Linked DNA regions of Anas platyrhynchos: region 2 is linked to region 1. Evidence: chromatin contacts called from public Hi-C data. All regions are on one chromosome and are shown on one strand. The core of a region is the stretch at or near the end of the contact, and the rest is flanking DNA. Distances in the headings are between cores, read along the strand shown.

Region 1 (7,332 bases), core at 2,731-5,230:
TTTCAGCTCCCCCCCTCCCCAAAGTAATTCCAGAATTTATATCATGAATTGCTGTTTTGCAACTCCAGTTCTTCACAAATTGCAGTCTTTTCTTCCACTAGCTATCACTGTGATGCAAAAGGATTCTCTTTGTGCAATGTTTAAGAGCCAACAGTTCTCAGTATTTCCTCATAAAACTTACACCATAAAACACATGATAAAGATCGCATTAAAAAATAATACAAGATCAGCTCAGTAACTTAAAGTTACAAATAAAAAAATTACTGCGCAAAAATCCTATATTTTTTCAGGGCATACTAGTTTTATGTGTGTTGAAGTTATTTTCATTTACTTACACACACACAATAAAGGCTACTTTAACTATTGATAACTGCAAAACCAAGATGAATCGTGAAGAGTTGTCAACCATGTTTTGACTTGACAGTCTTTATACTGGGAAGTCTGCATCAAAAAATCCAGGTGTTTGTAGTGCTCCTGGAATTCTGTCCCATTGGCTATGCAAATAATTTGGGAAAAATAGCAAATATGTAATTTACATGAAAATTACAACAGTTATATTACTACGAGCATTTTCAGTCCTTACAGTTCTTAAGGTTTTGTCAGTAAGACATCATAGGGACCTTAAAAAATAAATATAATGCACACAGATTATTTCAAGTTCTGGGGAACAAATAAATTAATGATATGGTACTACTGAAAATTTACAAATAACAAAATAGCATAATGCTTCACACTACAGCAATTTGAGCACTGCATAGAAGTACATAAGGTTTGATCAGGCTACTTAAAACTTTTTAGAACAGCAATTGAAGAAAATGCATATGCACCTGTTTTTTTGTTTTGTTTTTTTTAAAAAACTGAAATGTATGCAAAAACCTTTACATGCTTTGTAGCCTCAGCTAAAAATAAATAGTTCTCTTTCTTTAAGCATCGTGGTCATGGATTTTGCACTAAGAAATGTAGTTAAAAAATTAATTTCAAGCTCTGCTAGAAAAAGGAAACAATAAATATTTTGTCCAATATAGGAGGAAAAAGACAAATAAGTGGAAAAAGTAATTTTACTTTCAAAATTATACACAAGTACCACAACAGCTAAGAAAAATGAAAAGCATTTGTTCTTCCTTCTGAAACAGCCAGAAGACATTTAACTTTGTATGTAAGGTTAGTATTTGTTGAGCTGTGTAATTAATTTAAGTCTGTAGGGACTGGGTTATAGATCGTACAGATTTACTATTATCTTTGGCTGCTTCTGTTTTGGAACAGGTATCTCATCCATATATTGTTAGAAAGCACATGTCATGGAATAGACCCCCTTTTTATTTCATTATTTTACAGAATCCCAAAGCATTTTTAAATACATGATGATACACCTAAAACCCAACAACAATTAAAAAATTAATAAATTCAAAGCTCAAATTCTCCTTAACATTTTTGTCCACAGCAGAAAGTACTAGTCTTCCATTTCTATATGGTGGTGTAAAAAACATTATAAGAACAAGTAAACTTTTTTAACAAAAAAACAACACATTTTAACAGAATATGGTTGACTCATCATGTTAGGTTGAGATTTCTGCAGAGAAAAGAAAACACCCCTACTACACACAAGAAATTTTTGGTTTTGTTAGTGATTTTTCTTCTACCCTAGCAAAAAGACCTAAAAAGGCTATGTAATAGAAGAGCTTTAGTCTAAGCTCATCATCCAGGTTCCTTCAATAGTCAATGGAGACAGGTACTACCAGAGGCCAATCTGTCCCTTGCTAAGACAGATGTCAAAATAGGTGGGACAAATAGCTCTCTGGAGATGTCTATTTCTGTCCATTGATTATAGAGTGAGTCTAGATCAGTTCCTAAGAAACCAGAGCCTTCACTGACTTAGAGGAATACAGACTCTTTATACTGCACCATTTTTTAAAACAAAACTTTATTTCCTTCGCACTTTTGGAAAGTGTGTTAATGGTATGCAACATTATTTTTAATCCTACACAGTCTGATAAACAACAACAAAAAATTCCTTGTTATATGATCCTTGATTTTTCACTACAAAAAGGAAGAGTAAAGTCTCTTATATAATTAATGGATGACCTATATGTTTTGTTGTAAATTCTACATGCTCATTAGTAAAATCTAATATACTCATTTCCAAGAATAGCCAGAAATAAACATGGTGAGGAGACCTTTACAGAGGCTTGTGTTTTGTAAGACATGGCTATTTTATGTGATATATTCAGTCATTTGTGTAAGCCTCCTTCCCTACACTAACATGTGCACACATATATGATTTTCATACACAATAAAATGGGAAGAATTTATCTATTATTTGGAGCCCTAGCCAAGAGACTAATGAAGCTGCATTCAACTCCGTAATTCCTCCCATGTAAGCCTGGGCAACCCATATAGCCTTTCTATGCATTCGTTTAACAGCAGTGGCACAGGGATAACACATTTTCCTGGGGTGTTATGGGAATATATACACAAAAATTATGAACTGCTCAATTAGTCCAATCACACAGGTACATAAAAGTATCTGTATGAAGTATATTGTGAGGCTCGTGTTTTCTTCAATACATCTCTCTTAGCCATACACAAAGCCAATTTACAGAAGCTCACTTAGATGAATATCCTGAAAGAAAACAAGCCTACAAGTCCATCGTGATATATTACCACCTTTAATTATTAAAAAGCTTACAGGACCCTGAGATTACTTAGGCTCTTTTTCCTTATCAGAGAGTTTATTCTAGTGCAAATTTTTAAAGAGTGCACAAAGAACGTTTCGCTGGGCAAGACCATTAGCACATTCCTGCTTGCCCTGGTATAGCCTTAATAGAGCAGAGTGCTACTGATTTACAACTTTGAAGGAAAACAGAATTGCAAATCTCTCACACACATCTTCCTTATCACCCTTCTAGGGACATGCAGGCATGTAATGAATTCCCAGGAACAGACAGGCCACCACCTCTCCTCACCTTGCCTAACATAACACTTGCGCTTCTAATTTGCTGGCGGATGGCTGCTTCGCCATCCTCCTGCATCCTTTCTGCTAAGCAGCTCACAGCTCGAGCAAAGGCAGCCTATGATATACCAACTGCTGTTTATAAAGCAGCCTTTAGCTCTGTACTGATTACCAACCACTAGGCAATCAAGATGATGCACTGTTTTACCTAATTATTGACATCTGGATGAGCTGTGTTATTAAACAAAAAAAGGCTCCATTGTTTAGCGGCTCCTAGCGAGTTGCAAATCTCAAGATTTGTTTCCAAAAAATCATGTATCCAGTAAATAGCATTCAAAACCCACTGTAACCCCTCAGCCACCACTTAAGACAGCTGCAAACCTGGGTCTACTCCTGTCAGAGTTTAGCAGCTTGGTCTTGCTCTTACATTAAACTCCTCATTTAATTTCTTTTCTGCCCACTAAGAACAACTGGGGTTGCTACTGTCGTCCTTCCACCGAGTATAACTACTAAGAAGGAGTATGAAGATCCTGCTTAGTGCAAACCCAGCAGTTCAGACAGCATGCAGTGTGATAAGTCAGCAAAGAACTCCCTACCACTTCCCTTACGGACATCTAAAACATAAATATAGTTAGCAACTCCAACTCAGATCTCAATTTCTGGGGGGAAAAAGAGTCAAAAAATACCATATCCAAATCCTCCAGATCATGATGTCTCCACATACTTACACTTGCTGTCTTCTAAGGTTCAATTCTCTTCTTCCTGTGAAAGCATCCCTCAAGCCCTCCTTCCTTCCTTCCTGAGACAGTTTTCTTCCAGAGGTCCATCAGTCTCCATGCTCCTGGGGGGGTCTCCAGCACCCCTCAGGCAGCTTGCCCCGTACCAGCCCGGGCAGTGCAGTTGGCAGGAGAGTTTTTTAATGTTAAAAACAGGAGTGCCCTCTAGTGAGACTCCACAGGGCGCATGTATGACTAACACTTGACAGCCAGCGTTTATTTGTCTTCATAGGTGGTCTGCTCTGCTGGGAATGCGGCCGCTGAGCCGAGGTTCCCAGAAGGCAGCACCCAGCAGGGGAAGCGAGAGCAGGCTGCGTGGGTTTGTGCCGCGCCACGGGCCAGGAACTGGCACGGACTGGCTGGGCTGGGAAGCCACGAAACGAATGCAGAGCCGCACAAAGTGCCACCACGTACACAGCACGGCGCTACGGAGGGGCCTTCTGCTCAGTAGCGCAGAAGGCCTTGGCCCAGACACAATCTTAGTTAGCATGAGTTAACTTCATACGCAGACATCAAACACAAACTCACCGAACAGTATTTGCTCTCATATTGCATGCTTTGAAATGCTCACCTCTCATCTTTCAACCTGCTTTGTTGTGCTGTTCATATGTATAAGACTGAAACTCCTAGAGCTGGAAACGATAGCTAAATGCACACATCCAGACACCGCCTCAGCAGATAAAATGCAGCGTGCATGATCAAATAGGTAGATGGAGAAATCCCATGGCCTGTTGTTTCAGACAGGAATAAAACTGCTGATCCGTCGGTTAGAAACTTAAAGCAACTGTGAATGATGCAGTGTGTCTGGTAGCAGTGCTTGCAGCGTAAGCCTCAGGGTATTTTCTGTAACTTATTATAGACCTTTTTTTTTTTTTTGTCAGCTCATGCTGGCAGCTCTTTGTAGGTCTAAATAACATGCATATCCATCTTTCCTAGTTACATCTAAATAGAAACATACTCTTTAGAAGTCATGGATTAGTAACATTTCTTATTTTTTGTTAACCTGACTGAAATCTTTATGAAGAAATTGGAGTATGATAATCTTCTGGGCCTTGAAAAATATGCAGAATTCTACGAAAACAGAGGAAAGGGATAGAGTACATTGTGTACTACAGACACCAGGATAATGAAAACAGTGTCACAGTCCTGGATGTTGATAGTTAGGCACACGCTAGCTTTCAAGAGACCAACAGACGTAGGAACGCTGACCAAGTCGTGCTGCACTACGGCTGGGCGAGTCAGGGAACACGCAACAAGAGAATCCAGCCTCTGCAGTAGCTGCTTAATAGTAGAAACCACCTCCTGGGAAATAGTGTAGTAATTATGGAAACAAAAAAGGCAAAGCCTTCTGATGGCAACAGTGGGAAGAGTCCCTAAAACAGTGTGTGCGTGTATCATCGTGTTTTCAAATGGGAAAATTCAGAACTGTTCCTGAGACAGGATCTCGGAGTGTTTTTGTTAGTAGTTAGTGTGCATTAACATAAGACACTCACATAAGCAAGATGCTGCTAACATGAAGAGTTAACAGCATTAATTAAACTATATAACAATAAAAGAAAGAACAGATGAAGGAGAAGTGTTTTCCTTTGCATATTCGCAAAGTGACTTTACACACATCTTGAGGCGAGATATTGCAACTAAAACTAAATTTGATGGCTCGTATTCCTAATAGGATACAGTGGCCTTCACCTTTAGGTCAAGGGTTCAAATGCAAGCCCAATCAGTGGTGACCAAATGTTGTCACCATCTGCCTGCTTAGTGGCCTAGATGAGAAGAGAAAGGTTGTTCAGCTCGGTCCCATTGTTAATGGGCAGGTGTCTCCATCACAGAAACAACCATCACGAGTGTCACTAACTGGAACTTGAGTCAGAGAGGTCAAGAACTGAATGGGCATAAAAACTGAATTAATAGATTAAAGAGTCCCTCTAGATAAGGGTCAAGGCAGCTGTAGCTTGCTGTCTAGATAAAGAGCATTTCAGTCTGCAGTCACATGCCTATCGCTGAACCAAATTAATTTTTAAATGGAAACAAAATTGAATAAAAAGATTTATAATTTGATTTAAATTTAGCTATTAGCCAGGTCCCCATTTTCTTAGCATCAGCTGGGGGTATACAGCAGTGCGTGCACATCTGGGGCTTATACAACTGCATGCCATAGGCGTGAGAAGCCATGGATGCACCTGGGCTTTTCAAGGTTGAGATTTAGTAGTAAGAACTGAGACAGAGCACTGGTTTTTACTGATACTACCATAAAGGAAAAGCAATCTTTTTTTTTCTTTCTTTCAGAATTTTATATTTGCAAATGGAGTGTTGGTAGGGCTATCTTAGCTGCACTTTTCATACTGATACTCTTAGCTTTTGTTCCATTGCCTGTTTTTAATTAATTTACATATACTTAGAGAGTTAAAGGAATTGCTCACTTGTATATTTCACAGCATTTCAAAATATGTAGACTTCATAGTCCTAATACTTTTCTTTCCACTACATACACTTGGATTTTTTTACTTGGACTAACTGAAATGAGATGATAATTACCTTGTTTTGATTCTCAAAGTAAGTGTTGTGCAGGAGTCAATAACGAAGCAGGAAGATGTCAGATGCCCAAAGAAGATAGCTTGAAGCATCATTGAAAAACAATCTAGACAGATAGTAACTTGGCTCTCCTCCCTGCCAGAAAAGGTAAACTGAGCTCTGTGCAATTTAGAGCATACATGCACAGAGGTATCTTTGGGAACATTAACATGAGCATGAAGTTCTTCCAAAGCAGAGGAGCTTACTCAGACTTGCCTAGCAATTCCCATATTACAACTGTCATGAAGCTGTGCTTTACGCAAATCAGATATTTCTCCTTGTCATAGTACACAACAACAGCTTCTTGCAAAACCACTTGGAAATATGAGAGTGCTCTACCCTGCAACTCCCAGTGTTCCTCACTGCTATCTTATTTGGAGCATGCTTTTGGATGCTTGCCATAATTCATAAATACAGTTATTTAACATGAATACTTAAAAAAGAAAAAGTTCTTATTCATAAAGTTCATTTAAAAAAAAAGTAAGAGAAGGACATTAGAACTTATTTTTTTTGTTACCTTTTTCACAAAGTCACAACAAATTGGAGCTTATGTAACTCTAGCCTAACACTAACACATATACACCTATAACACAGGTAAACTGTATTTTCTTCAATAGAAAGAAAACAAATTCTACTCCATTTTTTTCCAATGACACTTGAATGCAGAAATGCCATTTCTGGGGAAGAAAAAATAAAAAATAAAATAAATAAAAACAAAACAAAACAAAAAAACTGTCCTTCATAAATTCTACATGTAGCACATACATGTATAAAAGTGTCTTGGGGGACAACAGCAAGGGTCAGTACAGTAAGTTAGAGGAGGTCTCGGTAAATAAGAGAAGTCCTTTAGACAGGTAGCTTCCATCTCCAGTTGCTATCTGCATTCCAAAGAGTACACAGGGAGCAGCAATGAGCAACATCTTCATTCTGACCGTGTGGAACCATCTCCAGGATGAAATGGGTTGTTTTGAGAAAATGGACAACTCCTCTATTCATTGCTTGTCCGGATAATTAATAGACCAAATGTGAGATAAT
Region 2 (7,332 bases), core at 3,082-5,581, 52 kb after region 1:
GTCCTCCAAATCTCCTGTTACAGTTATAATCAGTACTATTGTATTTCTCAATATTTTCAAGATCTTTTCCCAGTGCAAAATACGGCACAGTTAAAAACCCTCCTTCTTCTAATCTTCCAGTACGATTTTAGTTAGAGCTATTAATGAAAGGATTTATGCATATGAGCTTTGCTAAATGTTACAAAAAAGTACTTAAAATGTGAGCTTGAATAACAACCTTCCATTTTGCAAACAATCATGTAAGTACTTGGAACTAATCATTTAACATGTAGGAGTATGGATGAATCATAATGTAATAGTTGGGTATCAGTTGAAATATTTGTTTTGTCTTAAAACAAAATAGAACAAAGCAATGCCATACAAAAAGGAAAACAGTTCTGCAGTATAAAAGCACAGCAAATGGCAGGCACACACCACTAACTCGCTTTAGTAGCCATGTCAGAAACGCTTCTAATTATCAGAGGTAAAAGAGGGATGGCATTTCTGCTGGAAGCAAGTTTTACACTTGATTCTTTCCTCTCCCCTCTCTTTCAGCCTATAAATATTAGTCTTACACATTTTTCTCCCATGCAGCTCTTGAAAAGGTTGAGTTTTTCAAGGCTGAGAGCAGACAGAGATGTTCATCAAGAAATGCCTTCGGGTCAACTGTCTGTAGCTCATCAAAGTGCAGCACTGAAAATATGGATGAAGGGGAGGAGGATTATACGAGCATGGTACAGCAGATTAAAAAAAAAAAATCTATGCTCTGATGATCATTAGCTTTATCCTTTTGGAAACGGATTCAGTTATCATCCAGGCACCCCTGGTGGTGATGGTCACAAGGGTACCGACTCCTCCCTCCCATTTCAGCTGCATTCAAAACAACTACAAATACATGAAAGTTTCTTTAATGATATTTGCCAATACAAGGAAATGCCACGGGGATGTGATTAAGAGTAAAAGAGGAGATGAGCCACATGATAGTGTAAGGAAAGGCAGCTGGTCCACAAAACAATTAAGATGTTGACCAAATATTTGAAAAGCTCTAAACAGCACTGGAAGTAAGGCAAAGATGAAACTACCTATTGCTTTACAAAATACTTAAGATATCTTCAACAAAAAAAAACAGCAGTAGAAAAAGTTAACAGAAGACAGGGGGGAGGACAAAAAATGCAGAGCATCTACTATCTGCTTTTTCATTCTGTACAACAGCTGGACATGAGATATTGAACACATTATTGAAACTACTGTTCATTTCTACTCAGGGATTTCTCCTTTGTTTATTATAAATGCACATTTATTGGCAGCAAGTAGAACATATTATTGCTGTGTTTTATAGCTCAAATGGCTCATGCAAAGAGTAATTTGTTTGTATTCCGTATCACGATCAATAGCTGTACCAGGGATAGCCCGAGGAATGTTTATGCTGAGGGCTTTGCTTGCAGTGTTTTGTTGTTGCAATCAATTGACCAAACAGGACTGCTTCTTAAAACAACAAATAAACTTTGATAGTGACCAGATCAGTCGTTAAAGCATAAAGCATGAAGCAGCGTCTGGAAAAAGACTGAAGGCCCCCAAGTATTTCTTACTGCCGGCTGGTCCGTAAAGCCTTCTTACCTGAGTATTCCCCACCGGCCTTTCTTCCTCTCAGTAGCTGGGGCACGTTTCCTCAATGCCCTCACATAACAAGATCCAGTTTCCTGCAATAAAAGCACAGGCACATCATACTTCCGTTCTCCTGAGTGACACGGTAGCATTTGAAAAAGCTCGCTGCGCAGATCTGAGATAAATGAAGGACATTTAGGAGTCCCAGGAACAAGTCTGGAGCACCAGATCTGAGACTTGGTCCACAATTCCAGCTACCCCCAACTCTGGAGAATCACTTCAGCAGTTTAAGCCTTACAGGTTTTCTTGTCCATAAAAAAGAGATGAGGAAAAGATAGCAGGATTCTGTTGAGGTTTAAACCAAAGTTTACCAACAGTAAATGGTCTTTTTTTTTTTTCCCTCCAGTTAAAAGTCATCTTGAAGTCTCTTCCGTTCTCTTTATACAGGCACTCACCGACTGCTACAGGCTAAGTGCCATTAAAAAAATAAACAACCCCCCTAACTCTGCTTAAATGGATACACCAAAATACCTCAAAAACACCATCCTGACTGTAGCAAAACAAAGCAAGCTTATGAATTACATTGGCACAGCACCGCAACTTCTAGGAAATGCTTTTTAATTATAAAGAAATACTGTAAAGGGAGACTGCAGAATGTTTACGGGCACTGTGTATTTTGTTACATGCTGTTTCAGCAGTCAGACAAGGTGTCCTTACAGGCTGACGCTGCCAGGCTCTAGAACTCAGCACATACTGAAGAAAGGAACACGATGAGTACATTTTGCTTCTCTTTTGACTAAATTCCAAGTAACTTCCACGCAAGAGAATTTTTCACTGAACAGGAAAAAACAAGTCTGGTGGAAAAAAATAACGTGCAACTCATGGCCAGTGCAGAACCTCCACAATGACCAGCAATGGAAGCAGGCACTTGGATAACCTCATGTGATGCAAAAGTCACAGGTGACCAACAACAAAGCAGAAAAACTTTGAGTTTTTCACAGAACTTGTTACTTGCAGCAACATTTGTTACGCAATCTTATTTACCCTCCTCACTGACAATTCACAATGAATAAAAACATGTCTGAAAAACATATGCTAGAAACAGTCATCCCATCACTGGTATGTATAGTGCCACCAAGGGACAATCTGCTTCAGATGGGAACTCTGCTGTTCTCGGCCCGCAACAAATGGCAATTCTAGAAAAGTTACACATTGACAGGCACCCTGGGTGAATGATTGGCTTTTAAGGCCTCATTGAACTGTGACTGTTTTCCCCCAGAACATATTTATTCTCATCCAGAAGTTTTCCCCAGTGCTTTTGTTCTGCTTATACAAGCCAGGGGAAACATGCTAATTGATTCAGATTTAGTACGTGTTAACATGACTTTCTCAACTAACGCAGACTAGGTCTTTAATTAAGTCTGAATTAATTATTTATCTAACTTCGTTCCTCCCGCCAAAGGATCAACTTTTGTTCCACCCACCCCAGGAGCTGGGTACTATCCCAGGCTCTGCCGGTGCGACGGGACAGGACCTCAGCAAGTCGGGCTGCGGCGTTTGCTTGGCAGCTTCAACTCTGCCTCTCACTTCTCCCTCCTGGACGCTCGCTTCCAAGCCTGCAGTTGTGCAGCTGCACGGTTAGCTGGATCAGGGAGCTCATTTCCTTCAGCATGCTGTCTCATAAACAGCTGTGCCAACTCAGCGCAGGGAGCGGGCACGAGGGCAGGAGTGCTCAGCCGTGATGGCAGAGGGTAGATCAGAGGCTGCTTAAACCAGCTTAAACTGCACTGCTGTGAAATGGGAAGCCAACGCTTCGCTCCACTCTTTTGTGCATTAGTTCCTCCATCTGCAGAACTGGCACCACAATTCCTGTTTTGTTTTATAAAGCACCTCTGAAAAGGGCCATCCCATTAACATTTCGGTGAATTCACATCACAGACCACCCACTCCTTTTGCAAATCAGGTCCAAGCTTCCCTGGCATGGTCCCCACCAGCATCTGCTCCATGCTTTCACCCCGCAACCTGCTCAGAGGCCAGACCATCACCCCTGCCTGTTCCTGGGCCCTCGTGCCAGCCCCCAACCCTGCCAGCATGCTGGGCAGGGGTTTGCTCTCAACTGCATTCAGCCTATGGAAAAAAAAAAAAAAAAAAAAAACATGCAGCTTTTTTGAATGCCTGATCAGTTCTCTCAGACTATTTCTAGGAAGATCCTCAAGCCAGTCACACTGGCACAGTTTGGGGGTAGGGGGCTATGCCTTGAAAATGAGAATAGATGGGTGGGGGAAGAGGAGACAACTGGAAACACCGTAAAACCAGCATCAACAACCTTGCCTGGTGTCAAACCACAGCCTCGCTGCGGTGCAGTGCACTGCCTCAATTTCTCATCGATCCCCAGTTCGCATCCTGTAATACAGCTGACTGAGAGGGCTCGGGGAAGAGCCAAGAGCTTCATGAAAGCATCCACCAAACAGCACAGGATGGTGAAGCTGCCGGGATGAGAGCTGGGGAACAGAGGGGAGCCCGCAGCTCCAGGCACAGCCAGCAATTCCTGCGCGTATGGATCCAGCAGAGGGAGCACAAAAACAGGAGGTTTATTTCTTGGCCAAATGTTTTGGCTATGAAACACTGGATGTTTGAAATCCCAGGCACTTTGTATTAGATTATTTCTATAGTAATGCATGTGTGGTGCATTACAAACGCATAATAGACAAAACCCTTGCTCTGAGTAGATTACACTGTAAAAATCAATACAGCGAAAGAGACAAGCAGCACACGCAGCACGGGCTGTGGAGGCTGAGAGCAGGAGGGAGAGGCAGCACAGCAGGGCTGCCAGCCCTGGCGATTTGATCATGTCTCCTGCAATAACAGGAATTTTTCCTACAGCCAGCTCTCCGATGTCCCACCATCACACGGAAACCTCAGCTTTCAGCTTCTCTTTGTTTTGCTGTTGTTGCTTGTTCGTTTTGAAGGTGCTATTTCTAGGCTTCCAAGGGGAAAACCAAAGCTGCAGAGGTCATCAGGCATGCCCTAAAGCCTCAAAAACTCCCTCTCCCCTCCCTGCCTGGCCTCCTCCACTGCCCCAGCCCCGGGCTGTCCTTGCTCCCCGTGGGGTGGCCACGGCCTCTCAGGGCTCCTGCGGCCCCTGCCACCACTGCCAACTGAGGTCCAACGTACTGCACTGTTTCAGTGTTTTGCTTTTAAGACCAAGGCCTTGGTTCTTGGTGTTTTTGCAGAGGTGGAGGAATGGAAAAGGTTGGCATATATGCAGGACACAGCCAAAGCACAGCACATAGCTTTATGATTAAAGCATGAGAGAAGCAGTGAAAGGGGACTGGAAGAAGGCCAACAAGGAGGCGATGCAGCCCATCTTCAGGCCTCCAAAGGCCCAGCTGCACCACCACCCTTCCCCCTGCCATCTCACCGTGCCCTGGTCCCACCAAGTCACCCCTTCACCAACAGATCTACCTGGGGCCCCCAATGCCTCCTCAGCCCCTGGGGACCTTGCTGCTAGCCTCAGTGCTCAGCCTCGGCTGGGTTCAAGCAATAGCGAGGAACTCTAATCCAAAGGACAACCCAGAGTAAAACCTGCAGTTGTCATACACAAAATGCAACTTGAGCTCTACATACCCAAACAAAAATAAAGAGAGCAAACAAAACATGCACACAGAAATACCTAGAAGACAGAAATACTGCCAAGACAGACAATTAAGTGTGCTGTACAATCCTATTATGGAAACACATTAGGCAGGTGCACTTCAGGGTTTTTTCCTCTTTTCATGAATTATTCCTGAGTTCTAGCATTATCCTCCTTAAGCTGCAGTATGTTCAAGCTTGGAATTCCTGTACAACCGCGGTGAAACAGTGTGTGGGCAACCCCAGCTCTCACGTATCCCGGGCTGCAACTGGGTCAGAAGTGAAGAACACAATGTGCTGCGCTTCCTACATAGCTCACTGGTCAGCAAGAGAACTTCTGCCACACGGAAAACACACGAACTTCTAGACATGTTTAAATATTAAATGCTGTCCTCATCAGTTAGTGTAGCCCTTGATCAGCTCAGGAGTTTTTAGAAACTTGGGTGTGTGTATGGCTGATGAGCATCTGATGCTGTCTTCTGCTAAAACATCTGCTAGCTCTGTATGAAGGAGAGGCATAAAGTGTTGCTCAAGTAAGCAATACACACTAGGTGCTTTCTGGGAGAAAAAGAGAGACTAAGCTCACAGCATCGCAGAAATGTAAACCAAGATCACCTTGCCCTGCCAAGGGTGTTGTGCTCCCTTCCCGGGCAGCAACAGGGCAAGGAAGGGGATCAGAGGTGGGAGGAAAAGATGTGGAGGGGCAGAAGTGATGAGGGTGTCAGAGGGATGGTGGCTTCAGAATGACAACTGTCAACTTTGCCTAGGCTTGGCCCCCTCTAATCCTCAGCAAAACAGAACCCAAAAAGCACACCAACCCATCCCACCAACACACAGCGTCTGCTGGCTACAGCACGGATGTAAACCGAAGGGCAGAAATCTGCCTCCAAAGCGGGGCAGAAGAAGGCAGCCACACTGCCCCTGAGTGTCCCCATCTCCCCTGTGTCAGTGGGTCACCGGCAGACAGGCCGTGGGGCCGCAGAGAGTGCTTTGCTCCAGGCTGCCAGGCTCTGACATGGTGCCCAGCTCGCGGCTGCCATGCGTGGCGCCCTGTTACCACTGGCAGGCCTCCGGGGAGGCAGGCGGCCTGCTATGGGGCAGAGCGGAAAAGCAATGAGAACTTGCAGTTTTGCTTGTTTTTTCCTATTTTCCACTGGGGCAAAAGCAAAAGGTTTGTTTACTCAGTCACCACTTCCTTGAGTTTTTTTCCTCTGTGTGGTTTTTGTTTTTTAATATACCTTTAATTCAGTTTAATGATTCCTTTAAAGCAGAAGTGGAATCAATCTCAAAATTACATTAGACATTATTTGAAATGCACAAAATAACGAGCACACCTTTTTTCAGATGCAGCTTGTGACTTCCTCACTTTGAGACATAAGGGGATTTTAGGGCTGTGTCACACTCCTTGAGCATAAGACCTGATGGCAGCAATAAGCAGTGCTACGATCTTCAGTTTACAGCACCAACAGCAAAACCCTTTGCCTCTCCTGGCTTGCTCCACTACAACCCCATTTCTTGGACAACAACTTTCCCGAACCCCTTCCCTTTCCCCTGCCACATGTGAGGCCCAGCTTGGTCCAGCACACCCGAAGCCACCGGGCTGCCACCACTGTGGCCCCGGCAGCCCCCCGGTGCTGTGGCCTGAGGCGCAGCAGGGACAAGAGGTGCTGTGACCTCTCTGCGTGGGGCTGTCAGACATGAGCTCCTGCCTGCCCGGCCGGGCTGCTCCTGCTGTGGCCAGAAGCAGCCAAGGACAGCCCAGGGGCAGCCAAGTCCAGCACAACCCCAGCGTGTGGCTCGCCACCATTTCCCAAGTGACCGTCCCCACCTGAGCTGCAGCCGGCAGCAGCGTGCTGGGCTGCGTGTTTGTGAGAGAGGAGCGCGCTGCCAGCTCGCTAGCGTAAGATAATGAGCACTATTAACCTTGGCTTGCGCCGAGCCATTGTTCTGGAGGTTGGACACCTCTTGAAAAATCCCATTATTACAGACCATTTGCCATCTATTTCCATAGCAACTTTTTTTAGTTTATTTTGTTCTGTTTTAGAAAAAAAATTCCCCTTCCCTTTCCCTTCTATCCTATTGTACTTACACAGCCTCAAACAATAACCCACTCGA

The links. Hi-C and Micro-C count contacts between places; a contact is called where the count stands out from the background.
Region 2: a contact with region 1 is called in a Hi-C map of small yellow follicle, with 2.0 times the contacts expected there. The contact joins two enhancer-like sites. A contact is called at or near these places in 2 of 8 Hi-C or Micro-C datasets (F5 follicle and small yellow follicle).

Annotation. Positions count from the first base shown.
Region 1 is chr6:16,024,426-16,031,757 of IASCAAS_PekinDuck_T2T, forward strand. The region is part of intron 3 of ZMIZ1 (zinc finger MIZ-type containing 1); the gene reads right to left. Among named protein-coding and RNA genes, the nearest start is that of ZMIZ1, 170 kb to the right of the region's middle. Within about 2 kb of position 3,981, at least 4 of the 8 cell types and tissues checked have an H3K27ac peak or open chromatin away from gene starts, as enhancers often do. A contact at or near this core is called in small yellow follicle, where this site is marked.
Region 2 is chr6:16,075,835-16,083,166 of IASCAAS_PekinDuck_T2T, forward strand. It overlaps ZMIZ1 (zinc finger MIZ-type containing 1), which reads right to left. Exons shown (of 22, transcript XM_072039497.1): 3 at 1,597-1,679. Among named protein-coding and RNA genes, the nearest start is that of ZMIZ1, 110 kb to the right of the region's middle. Within about 2 kb of position 4,332, at least 5 of the 8 cell types and tissues checked have an H3K27ac peak or open chromatin away from gene starts, as enhancers often do. A contact at or near this core is called in small yellow follicle, where this site is marked.